2 separate regions of the Mus musculus genome follow, and region 1 is linked to region 2. A link is a contact called in public Hi-C data. All regions are on one chromosome and are shown on one strand. Each heading gives the region's core, a stretch centred on a gene start, on an enhancer-like site or on the middle of the called end of the contact. The rest is flanking DNA. Distances are from core to core; before and after follow the strand shown.

Region 1 (5,066 bases), core at 770-3,269, 100 kb after region 2:
CCTTTCCCAAAACAACAAAAAGTTTCATTCATGATTGTCAAAATGGACAGCAAGATGGCTTGGCAGGAAAAGATGCTTGCGACTAAGCCTGTGTTCTATACAGGGTAGAAGGTAAAAGCTCCCCCTGCAAGCTGTTCTCTAACCTCTACACACACAGTAATGGTACATCCACACCTTTCCCTCACAGGAAATTCATTAATTAATTATTCTTAGGGTTCCAATTTCTGTGATGAAACACCATGACCAAAGGCAACGTGGAAGGAAAGAATTTATTTCAGCTTACACTTCCACATCAGTCCATCACAGAGAAGTCAGGGCAGGAACTCAAAATTGAGCAGGACCATGGAGGCAGGAGCTGATACAGAGGCCATGGAGGGCCACTAATCACTGGCTTGCCCCTTGCGACTTTCTTACCACATCCAGGATCATCAGCCCGCAGGTGCCACCATCCACAATGGCTGGGTCCACTCATATAAACCATCAATCAAGAGAATGCGCCATAGAATGAGTCTATTAGTCAACCTGGTGGAGGTATTCTCTCTTTTGAGGTTCCCACTACCAAAATTACTCTAGCCTGTGTCAGCTTGACATAAAAATTAGCACATAAATTTAGTAAAAAAAAAAAAAAATCAAAATTAACAAAGATACCATAATTTTCAACAGTTGTAGACAATTCAAAAGGTGAATTAGTAAACTGAAGTTCAACAGTTCAACAATACCATGGGATATAATTAAGCAGACTTAATAAATGAGCTCTCAGCTATAAAAACAAAAACAAAAACATGAAAGAAACTTAAGAACATACTACTTAGTGAAGGAAGCCATTCTGAAAAATTCACAAAGGGCACTGTGGAATAAACAAAAACATAGAGATGAAAACATAAAGAAATAAAAACAGACAAAACCAGAAAACTACAGTGCTGCTCTGGGGCTGTGTCTTATTTTTCTCCCTGACGAAAGCAATTTGAGAGGGAAAGGGTGCATTTTTGCCACAGTTCAAGGTGGAGAAGTCAACTCATCTGCTGCCCAGCTCTGGCTCTCCATGTACTTGGTCCAAGATCCTAGCGCCAGGAATGATTCTGTCCACAGTGGGTGAGTCTTCCCACCTCCATTAAAAAAAAGTCAAGATAGCTGGGCGTGGTGGCACACGCCTTTAATCCCAGCACTCGGGAGGCAGAGGCAGGAGGATTTCTGAGTTCGAGGCCAGCCTGGTCTACAAAGTGAGTTCAAGGACAGCCAGGGCTACACAGAGAAACCCTGTCTCAAAAACCAAAAAAAAAAAAAAAAAAGTCAAGATAAGTCCCCACAGGCATGGCCAGAGGCCCATCTTGGGGTAACTCCAGAGCTTACCAAGTTGACAATTAACATTAACCAGCACAGGCTGAAGGGGGAGCAGGATTCTGCAGTGACGGCTGCCTTTGCCAAAAGCTGATGACTTTTCAGTACAGATCGGCCCTTCAACCGAGTAGTGAATAGAAATGCAGAGATTCTGTGGATCCAGGGTTAGAAAAGCAAAAAGCCAAACCAGAGGAGCTGGGGATGCTGGGAAAGAGGCCCGAAAGGGTATCCTACAAGTTTCTGTTAACCTAAAACTGCTCTGAAAAGTGGGTTAAATATCAACTGTACAATGGTGGGACCCCATTGTTAATCCATGTGGCCATGCGTGCAAATACTGGGCAAAGTATGGGGATGGGGGGCGTACAACCAAAACGAAAGGCTATGGTCTACTGTGGGATCACAGGAGCTCACTCTGCAGGCTCTCCTTGTCCTTATTTTCCAGAACAGGAAGAGCTAGGGGCGGCAGGGAGAGCAGGAGCGAGCTGTGCGCTTGCTTGGCGGGACGCCTGTCCTGGCCAAGCATCACTAACCCGACAGAGGATTCCTTGCGTGCAACTGCGGGTGCACACCCCGGCCGGTGCGGGCGGTCCCCGAAGGCCGGTCTAGGGCCCACGATGTTCTCGCGCCCCTTTGCGGGAAGCAGCCGCTGGGTCATCCCCGCAGTGCTTTCGGTTTGCTGGAATGTTCCCCCAACTGCAGAAGTGCACTTTGTTCCCGAGTGGGGGAGGGGCAGCAGGACTCAGCTCCAGGGCGCCCTAGGACTTGGAGGGCGGCCAGCTTTCCGTTCCCAGGGTGCCTTCTGGCGGGGGCGGGGGTTGTCTGCATCCCAGCTGGGCAGCTGGAGGATACTGGACCCGCCTGGACTTCAGGGCCAGCCCTGCCACCCACTAGCTTCATGTTCTGCATCAGGGGTTTGATTTCCTCATTTGCAAAATAGGGACCTGAATAATGTTGACAGCACGCACTACCGGCCTCTGCCGTGTTCCTCTGCGTGTACCTTCCTCCCAATATCCCTTTGAAGTGATACTGTTAACGTAATAAGGTAATTATACTATTAGTTGGATAATTCTCCCTGGCTGCCCACACCCTTTGAACATCACAGATGCTCTGGTCACTGAAAGGCTGGCCCAGCCTCCTCCCAGTAATAAAATGTGTACTATTATTTTCACTTTAAAGATGAAGGCAGAGAAGCTAAGAACAGGTAAGTCACTTGTGGAATGGCACAGTTCCCAAGTGGCCGGGCCATCCAGACATAAACGCAAGCAGTCAGCTGGAGGCTTTCCAGCTCTTAAAATGCAAATACTGCCTTCCTACTGCTGGTTCCTGGAGGCCCTTCAAATTCAGATAAATATACTTATTCAGTCATTTCAGGCTGGGTGTGGTGGTGCATGCCTGTAATCTCAGCATTCAGGATGCTGAGGCAGGGGGAATGCATGTTGGAGTCTAGCCTGGGCTATACAGTTAAGTCTAAAACCAGCCTGAATTATAAAGTGAGAATTTGTCTCAAAAATATGAAAAGTTTGTATGTGGACGCTTAGCAGGTATAAACCTTAGGACCTGAGTTCCATCCCAGGAACCCATGATGGGAGGAGAGAAGTGATCCTTGCATGTCCGCAGACCTCCACACACGTTAACAGTCTCCTTCCTCCCTTCCTTCCTCCCTTCCTCCCTTCCTTTCTTTCTATATTTACTTTTGAGAAAGTCTCACGGTATAGACTGGCTGTCCTAGGACTTGCTATGTAGGGCAGGGTGGCCTGAAACTCGGAGGTCTGCCTGATTATGCATCCCAAGAGCTGCATGCACCACCATAATGGAAAATATATGCACTTTTATAAAAATCAAAAGTAAATGAAGCAGGCCTCCCAGCACTTGAAAATAAATGCATGCCAATCACTGTGATCTCCAGGTCAACCAGAGGTACTCAAAGGATCTAAAAAAAAAAAAAAAAAAAAAAAAAAAAAGAAAGGAAGAAAAGGAAAAAAAAAAGAAAAAGAAAAGAAAGGAAGAAAAGAAATCCAAATGAGTAAGTAAAGAGAAGCCGAGAGAGACAGTGCTGTACACACAGCCCTTTCTAAGGGAGGGATTGTTACTAATACTTCTTACTAAGGAATGGTGCTTATCACCATCTCAGACCTACCATTCTCAAAATACCTCTTAATACTTCCTGCGTATGTGTGTGCATGCAAGGGTGTGTGTGTAAGGCCAGGATCTTGCATGTTAAATCATGCAAGCATGCTTTTTCACCTGGCTACATCCCCCAGACTGACTGCTTCCTTTTATTGTATTTCCTAAGAATGTGGCCTCCTCCAGTGGCTGATGGTACAGGCTAGCCTTGAAGGACAGGAGCCAACTTGGGTAATTCAAGGAGCTTTCAAGCTGTGAGGGTGTAATGAGCAGCAGGTAACATGTCACACCCACTGTGGAGTCTCTCCTGGAGTTCAGCTACCTCCTGCACTGTGCCTGTGGAACTCCTGCTCGCTCCTGCACGCTCGAGAGTGCGCGCGCACACACAGACACACAGACACACAGACACACAGACACACAGACACACACACACACACACACACACACACACACACACACACACGCACGCAGACTGCATGCAGAAGGCAGAGGTGGCTGTGGGTCAGCTGCCCTTCATTATAAACAAATGGGAGGTTGATGTCAAGGCGCACTTGTGTGTTGTCACAGGTGCATTTACCATCCTCTGTCACAGGACTGAGAAGCCATGAGTAGTCACTCATGTCCATCTTCTTCCTGTAAGTGTGAAGTCTACTGATGTTTTGATGAAACTGGTCCTGCACTGGGAAAAATAAAAGAAACGTATAGACTTATGGTGATCGGATTGTGAGTATTTGATGAATCTTGGTGCTTACTTGGGGCCACTCACACTTTTTCAAAGCCCCACCCCAATCCCCCCCCTTTTTTAAATTATTATTTATTTATTATATGTAAGTACACTGTAGCTGTCTTCAGACACTCCAGAAGAGGGCGTCAGATCTCGTTACAGATGGTTGTGAGCCACCATGTGGTTGCTGGGATTTGAACTCCAGACCTTTGGAAGAGCAGTCGGGTGCTCTTACCCACTGAGCCATCTCACCAGCCCCCCAACCCCCTTTTTAAGATTTAATTTTTAATCTCCCTCTTTCCCTCTCCTCCTCCCCTGTGTGTGTATTTGTGTGTGTGCTCGTGCCCATGGAAGCGGGAAAAGAGTCAACTCCTCTTAACTACAAAGAAAAGGCCAATGGTGGTGTCATTTGTGGAAAGAGCGCTATCAGAGCTGAGGTTCTGCGTTTTATTTAAGGAGAAAAAGCTACTGAGTTCAGAAACGAAGTGAGTCCCATTGATGTAGACTTCTGTGGAGGGAGAGGAAGGCACACAGTGCACTTTACAGGGATATGGGTATCACCTTCCTTTCCTCTGGACCCCCCCAGGCCAGAGCTCAGCCACATGGCCTCACACCTAACTGAAAGCATGCTTGGAAATGCAGTTTTAGTCTGGGTGGCTTTGTGTCCAGCTTCAAAAACAATAACATGCATTTAGAAAATTGGAAACAAGCTGGGTGGTGGTGGTGGTGTGGGCGGGCCTTTAATCCCATCACTCAGGAGACAGAGGCAGGCAGATCTCTGAGTTCAAAGCCAGCCTGCTCTACAGAGTGAGTTCCATGCCAGCCAGGGTGACACAGAGAAACCTTGTCACAATAAATAAATAAATAAATAAATAAATAA
Region 2 (4,787 bases), core at 599-3,098:
AAATTAATGAATTTAGAAGTGACCCAAACCCTGAACCAACTGCCCTAAGGATGCCCGAGATGCATCAGTTGTAGACATTCATGGAGAATGATAGGAGAGACACAGTTATTCACAGCAAACAGTCTTTGATTAGATCTATCCCACCCTGTCACGACAAGCAGCTGGGCCATTACAAACTACAGATCACCACTTAGGCTAATGTATTTTGTTTGCCCGACACCCCCCCAAGAGCCTTTCATCTGTCTGCAGAGATGACACATAGCCTAGTTTTGTTGTACGCTAAGTCAGAGCACCCAGGTCTCCCATAATGCTTTAGAAGACTGGTCTCAAGAGACAGCTGCATGCATACCCACACACACATACGATATAACACACATAATAGCACCATTATTTTGAGGCAGAGTTTCATGTAGCCTAAGCTGGTTTCAAATTTCCTACATAGTTGGGGTTAACCTAGAACTCCTAATCCTCCTGCTTTTATGTTCCAAGAAATTACAGGCGTGAGCCACCACACCATTTATGCTTCCATGAGGATCAAATCCAAGCCTTTGGGCATGCTAGACATTCACTCTATCAACCAAGCTACATTTCCAGCCACATATATATTTGGTAGAATAGTGAGTAAAGTCTGAGCACCAATGAAAATAAGGTATGCAGCCTTCTGTTTTCTTTTCTTTGCTCTGCTTCTCAGGACTCCTCTGTATGTATACAAACAAACAAACAAACAAACAAACAAAAACACCTTTTGCCAAATCCAGAGTGGTTATGTGAGCAAGCTGAACCTGTAAACTCTGAACTCACACTGAGAAATACTAGTTTCACAGTGAGTGGTTTGTGTTCAGGACATAGGAACTCAGGAGCTTGGAAGTGATGGTGTCTACTACATTGTCTGGGCAGCAAAGCCAGAACACAGAAAAAAAGAAAGTAGACTGAGGTATTTACTGGGCATGCCCAGCACTCAAGTGGGACAAGATGACAAAGGAGTATTGATTACCTTTGTTTGAAATATAATGTGTTTAGCGTATTTAAATTTGCACACATTAATTTTTTCTTATGTTTTTATTTATGCACATATACATGTCACAGTACGTGTGCGGAGATCAGAAGACAACCTGTTAGATTTGATTTTCTCCTTCCACCCTGAGGGTTCTCAGGGCGGAGCTCAAGTTGTCTGCCTTGCTGAGCCATCTTGCCAGCCCTGTATAATTTAATTTTAATAAAAACTGTTACTGGCAAAATTCCTATAAACTTCACCATCTGCTTTTGTAAACTGGTATGTGATAGCACGCCACCAACTAAAATGAGTGTTTGCTAGTCAAATCCAAATATAAATCCAGGGTTTGTATTATAGCTGATAGAGAGCTTTCTCATCTAACCCTCCATCGCTAGCTCTTGAAACATCAATTCTTTGCTATAATGCTTAGATCCAGGCTCATCCAACCTCCAACCACAGTCTGAACGAAGCCTGGGACGGCTATGAGTGCCCCCAACAGAAAACCATGAACTTACTTACATAAGTCATCATGAGAATTTTTTTTTCCAACTTGATTGTGGAGTTCCCAAGTATAAAGATTGTGGATAACAACATCTTGTCACAACAAGAAGAGACTGATCATTTCATTCCCCATGACATCTGTCCCAAAGATTTCCTCTCTCAAAGAGCAGCTGCCTCTCTCCCCATGCCCACTTCTCAGTCCCTCTGGGCTCCACTCTCAGCCATCAGCTTTAGGACATCAGACCCTTACACAACAGTCAGCATTTTCCAAACTGAACTGTTTGCTTCTGCCTGAACTTGCTCTTCCTCCAGCCTCTCCACCGATTTCACACCCTAACCACAAAGAACTGTTTGTTCCCTATTGCTATCCCTGCTCCCTCTGTTTACCCGCTGTAAACTGTTAGTGCAGTGGCTCTCTACCTCAGCTACCTTCCCAAAAAATGCAAAGCTGGGTACCACAGGCAGCAATCCAGATGCGACTGGCAAGAGAGATGGCCTGGGCAGTGGCAGGGTGGGAGAAGCAGCTAAAAACAAAAACAAAACAAAAACCAGCCTCCCAGTGGACTGTGAAATCCTTCTAGTGGACTTTGACGATACAAACCTGTGTTCATGCCGTACTTTCATGCTCTCCCGGAACACTTACTGATGTCAATAGCAGTAGTGTGGACACTGGAGATTAGATCCCAGTGGGTGCTACCCAGGTGTTCTCCCAAGCTATCCTCAGAGCCTGTGATTTACTATTGTTGCTTTTCCTTTTAAAAAATATATAGCTGGCTGTGGTGGCATTTTCTTTTAATCTCAAAGGCAGAGGCAGGCAGGTCACTGTGAGTTTAAGGGCAGCTTGACCTACATGACAAGTTCCAGGACTACACAGAGAGAGACCCTGCCTCAAAAAAAATTTGTTAATATTTGTAATGTATGTGTGTATGTTCCTGGATAATGTGTGCCATGTGTGTGCGGGGGCCACAGAGGCCAGAAGAGGGCATCTGAGTTTCAGCCCATTTTGAGCCACCTTGTATGAAAGCTGGGAACCAAACCCGGGTCCTTTACAAGAACAACAATGGCTCCTAACCACTGAGCCATCTCTCCTGTGCCTTTGTCTGTTTTTCTTTTTCAAGACAGGGTTTCTCTGTGTAGTCCTGGAACTCTCTCTGTAGACCAGGCTGTCCTCAAACGCACAGAGACTTGCTTGCTTCTGCTTCTTGAGTGCTGGGATCAAAGACATATGCCACTATGCCTGGCTTACCTATATTTTGAAATTAAAAAAAAAAGAAAGAAAGGAAGGAAGAAAGAAAGAAATAAAGAAAGAAAGAAAGAAAGAGAAAAATGTCATCTCCCATTGTCTGTCTCTAAAGCTCTGACAGAAACACACCTCATAAAAGGGAGGGATGAGTCCAGGCAGTCAGATCTTTGGGTACTACTTCAATGGTGGGTCCTAACATGGGGACTCATGTTGGGATGCCTGGATCTGTGATTGGGCTGGGTAGTTCACCAAGAACTGTGTGGGCCCTTGGGGTTTCTCTGTCTTTGCCTGGCAGCAGAGCTACAAAGTTGCAGCCCAGGCTGGCCTTGAACTGTTAATCCTCCTGCCTCCATCTGTTCAGTAGATTCCGCTGGCCTGTACCGCACACCCAGCTGTTGTTTTTCATTGTCTGCCGAGATCAGCTGATTCTGCCTCCCAGACCACTGTATGTCTGGGTATCCACTGTCCTTCCCCACCTCCTAGATTACCATAATGGCTTCTGGATTGGCCTCCCCCAAGTCAGCCTCTCCTCTCGCATCCCAATTCAACAACCAAAGCAGTCTTTTCCAAATGCAGGTCTGGTCATGTTTTACACCCACTCTTAAGTCATCATAGCAACAAGCGTTAGTTCTGCAGCATTTAGACACAAAGTATATCAAGTCGTTATCCCTCCAGGGCAAGTTAGGTTGACGTCCAGCATCCATTTTCCAGGAGAGTGACTTGATACTGTGTTTTTCTTTCTGGGGTCATATAGGAAATCTAGGTTAAAAGTTCTATAGGCCAACAAGATGGCTCAGTGGGTAGTCTCTTGCTGCCAAGCCTGACAACCTAAGTTTGATTCCTGGGACCTGTGTAGCAGAAGAAGTTACTAGCTCCTACAGTCAACCTTTAACCTCCACGTGCCATGCAAGCGCGTGGCCACCGTATATACATGTGTACATATATGCATGATAAATAAACAAGTCTAATTTTCAAAATTAAATCTGAAGTTCTGAGCATATGGATTCTTTTGGTCTTTGCTGAGATAATCAGGTCCTCCAATCCCAATAGGACATGATAATCTTATATACTTCTCCGACACTCATTTTGAGGTCTAGTATGTCTTGGCTACCTTCAGTCTGGGACAGTGTGAGCCACTGCTTGCCCAGGAATCCACCACTCCATACCCACTATGTCCCTTCGTTGTCTTAGGGAAACTGACTCTGACTTTTCAAGACAGGATGACTTCCTCTCAGAGGAGCCAATCTCAGAGGTCAGCAGAAAGTCCTATTGCTGGAGGGTGCCTGGGTGGGCAGCCTAAAGCAGTTCTCTGTGGAGAGCCGTGAGCAATTGCCCTCACGAGCCTCCGCTGTGCCTAACTGGTAAACAAGTAATGTGCGCAGGTGCAAGAGTAAATTCGTGCCAAGTCACTGCCCATCCCGGAGCGTAGTAGTGGGGTGATGAGTGAGCAGCTAATCAGGAGCTGACATGGAGGGGTATATAAGCAGCATCATTTTCCTTGTTCGGGGTTCTTCTTTCGCCTATGCAATCAATGCTCTCCCAATAAACGTGTGCAGAAGGATCCTGTTGCAGCGTCGTTCTTCCTGGCCAGTTGAGCGCGTGCAAGAGTTCTCCAGAGGAGAGTCCTAGTCCTGGCTTGGCCTGAGCAAGTAAAAGAGCCCTAGGCCAGTCTCCTCCAAATTGGGTAGAGCCAGTGAGCCCTAACTGGCATTTGTAGGCTCCAGTGAGGCCCTGCCTGGGGTCTTATCAATACATTTGTCCTTCACTTGACCCTGTTCAGTTACAAAATGATAAAAGGAAGGCAAGCTGGCCAATGATTAAACATGCCATTGTTCCAATTAGTTACATATTTGAAAACTTTTACATTAACCCAAGGAGTTCAGAGGAGCTGGGGGTTTGGAGGGCGCTCTTCTGGTCTATTCAGCTTGTCTCTCCCTCGGCATCCTTCTTGTCCTCCTGTAGCCACTCCTCTGTATGTGCATATGCAGTACCACAGTTCTCCCTGCTCTCCATAAGGCCTGCATAAGGATGCTCACCCCAGTCCTTCTG

Evidence for each region. Hi-C and Micro-C count contacts between places; a contact is called where the count stands out from the background.
Region 1: a Hi-C map of bone marrow-derived macrophages shows a contact between it and region 2, with 44 read pairs. The contact joins two enhancer-like sites. A contact is called at or near these places in 9 of 484 Hi-C or Micro-C datasets (the Ba/F3 cell line, the G1E-ER4 cell line, LSK cells and 5 more), 9 of 115 datasets of contacts at active chromatin or transcription factors (acute myeloid leukemia, bone marrow-derived macrophages, embryonic hindbrain and 6 more) and 1 of 9 other capture datasets (embryonic stem cells).

The regions. Positions count from the first base shown.
Region 1 is chr9:63,107,317-63,112,382 of GRCm38.p6, forward strand. It overlaps Gm35658 (a long non-coding RNA gene), which reads left to right. Exons shown (of 3, transcript XR_870837.2): 3 at 1-917. Among named protein-coding and RNA genes, the nearest start is that of Gm35658, 16 kb to the left of the region's middle. Within about 2 kb of position 2,020, at least 200 of the 459 cell types and tissues checked have an H3K27ac peak or open chromatin away from gene starts, as enhancers often do. A contact at or near this core is called in bone marrow-derived macrophages, where this site is marked.
Region 2 is chr9:63,004,478-63,009,264 of GRCm38.p6, forward strand. All of the region lies in intron 5 of Gm35574 (a long non-coding RNA gene), which reads left to right. Among named protein-coding and RNA genes, the nearest start is that of Gm24526, 21 kb to the right of the region's middle. Within about 2 kb of position 1,849, at least 12 of the 459 cell types and tissues checked have an H3K27ac peak or open chromatin away from gene starts, as enhancers often do. A contact at or near this core is called in bone marrow-derived macrophages, where this site is marked.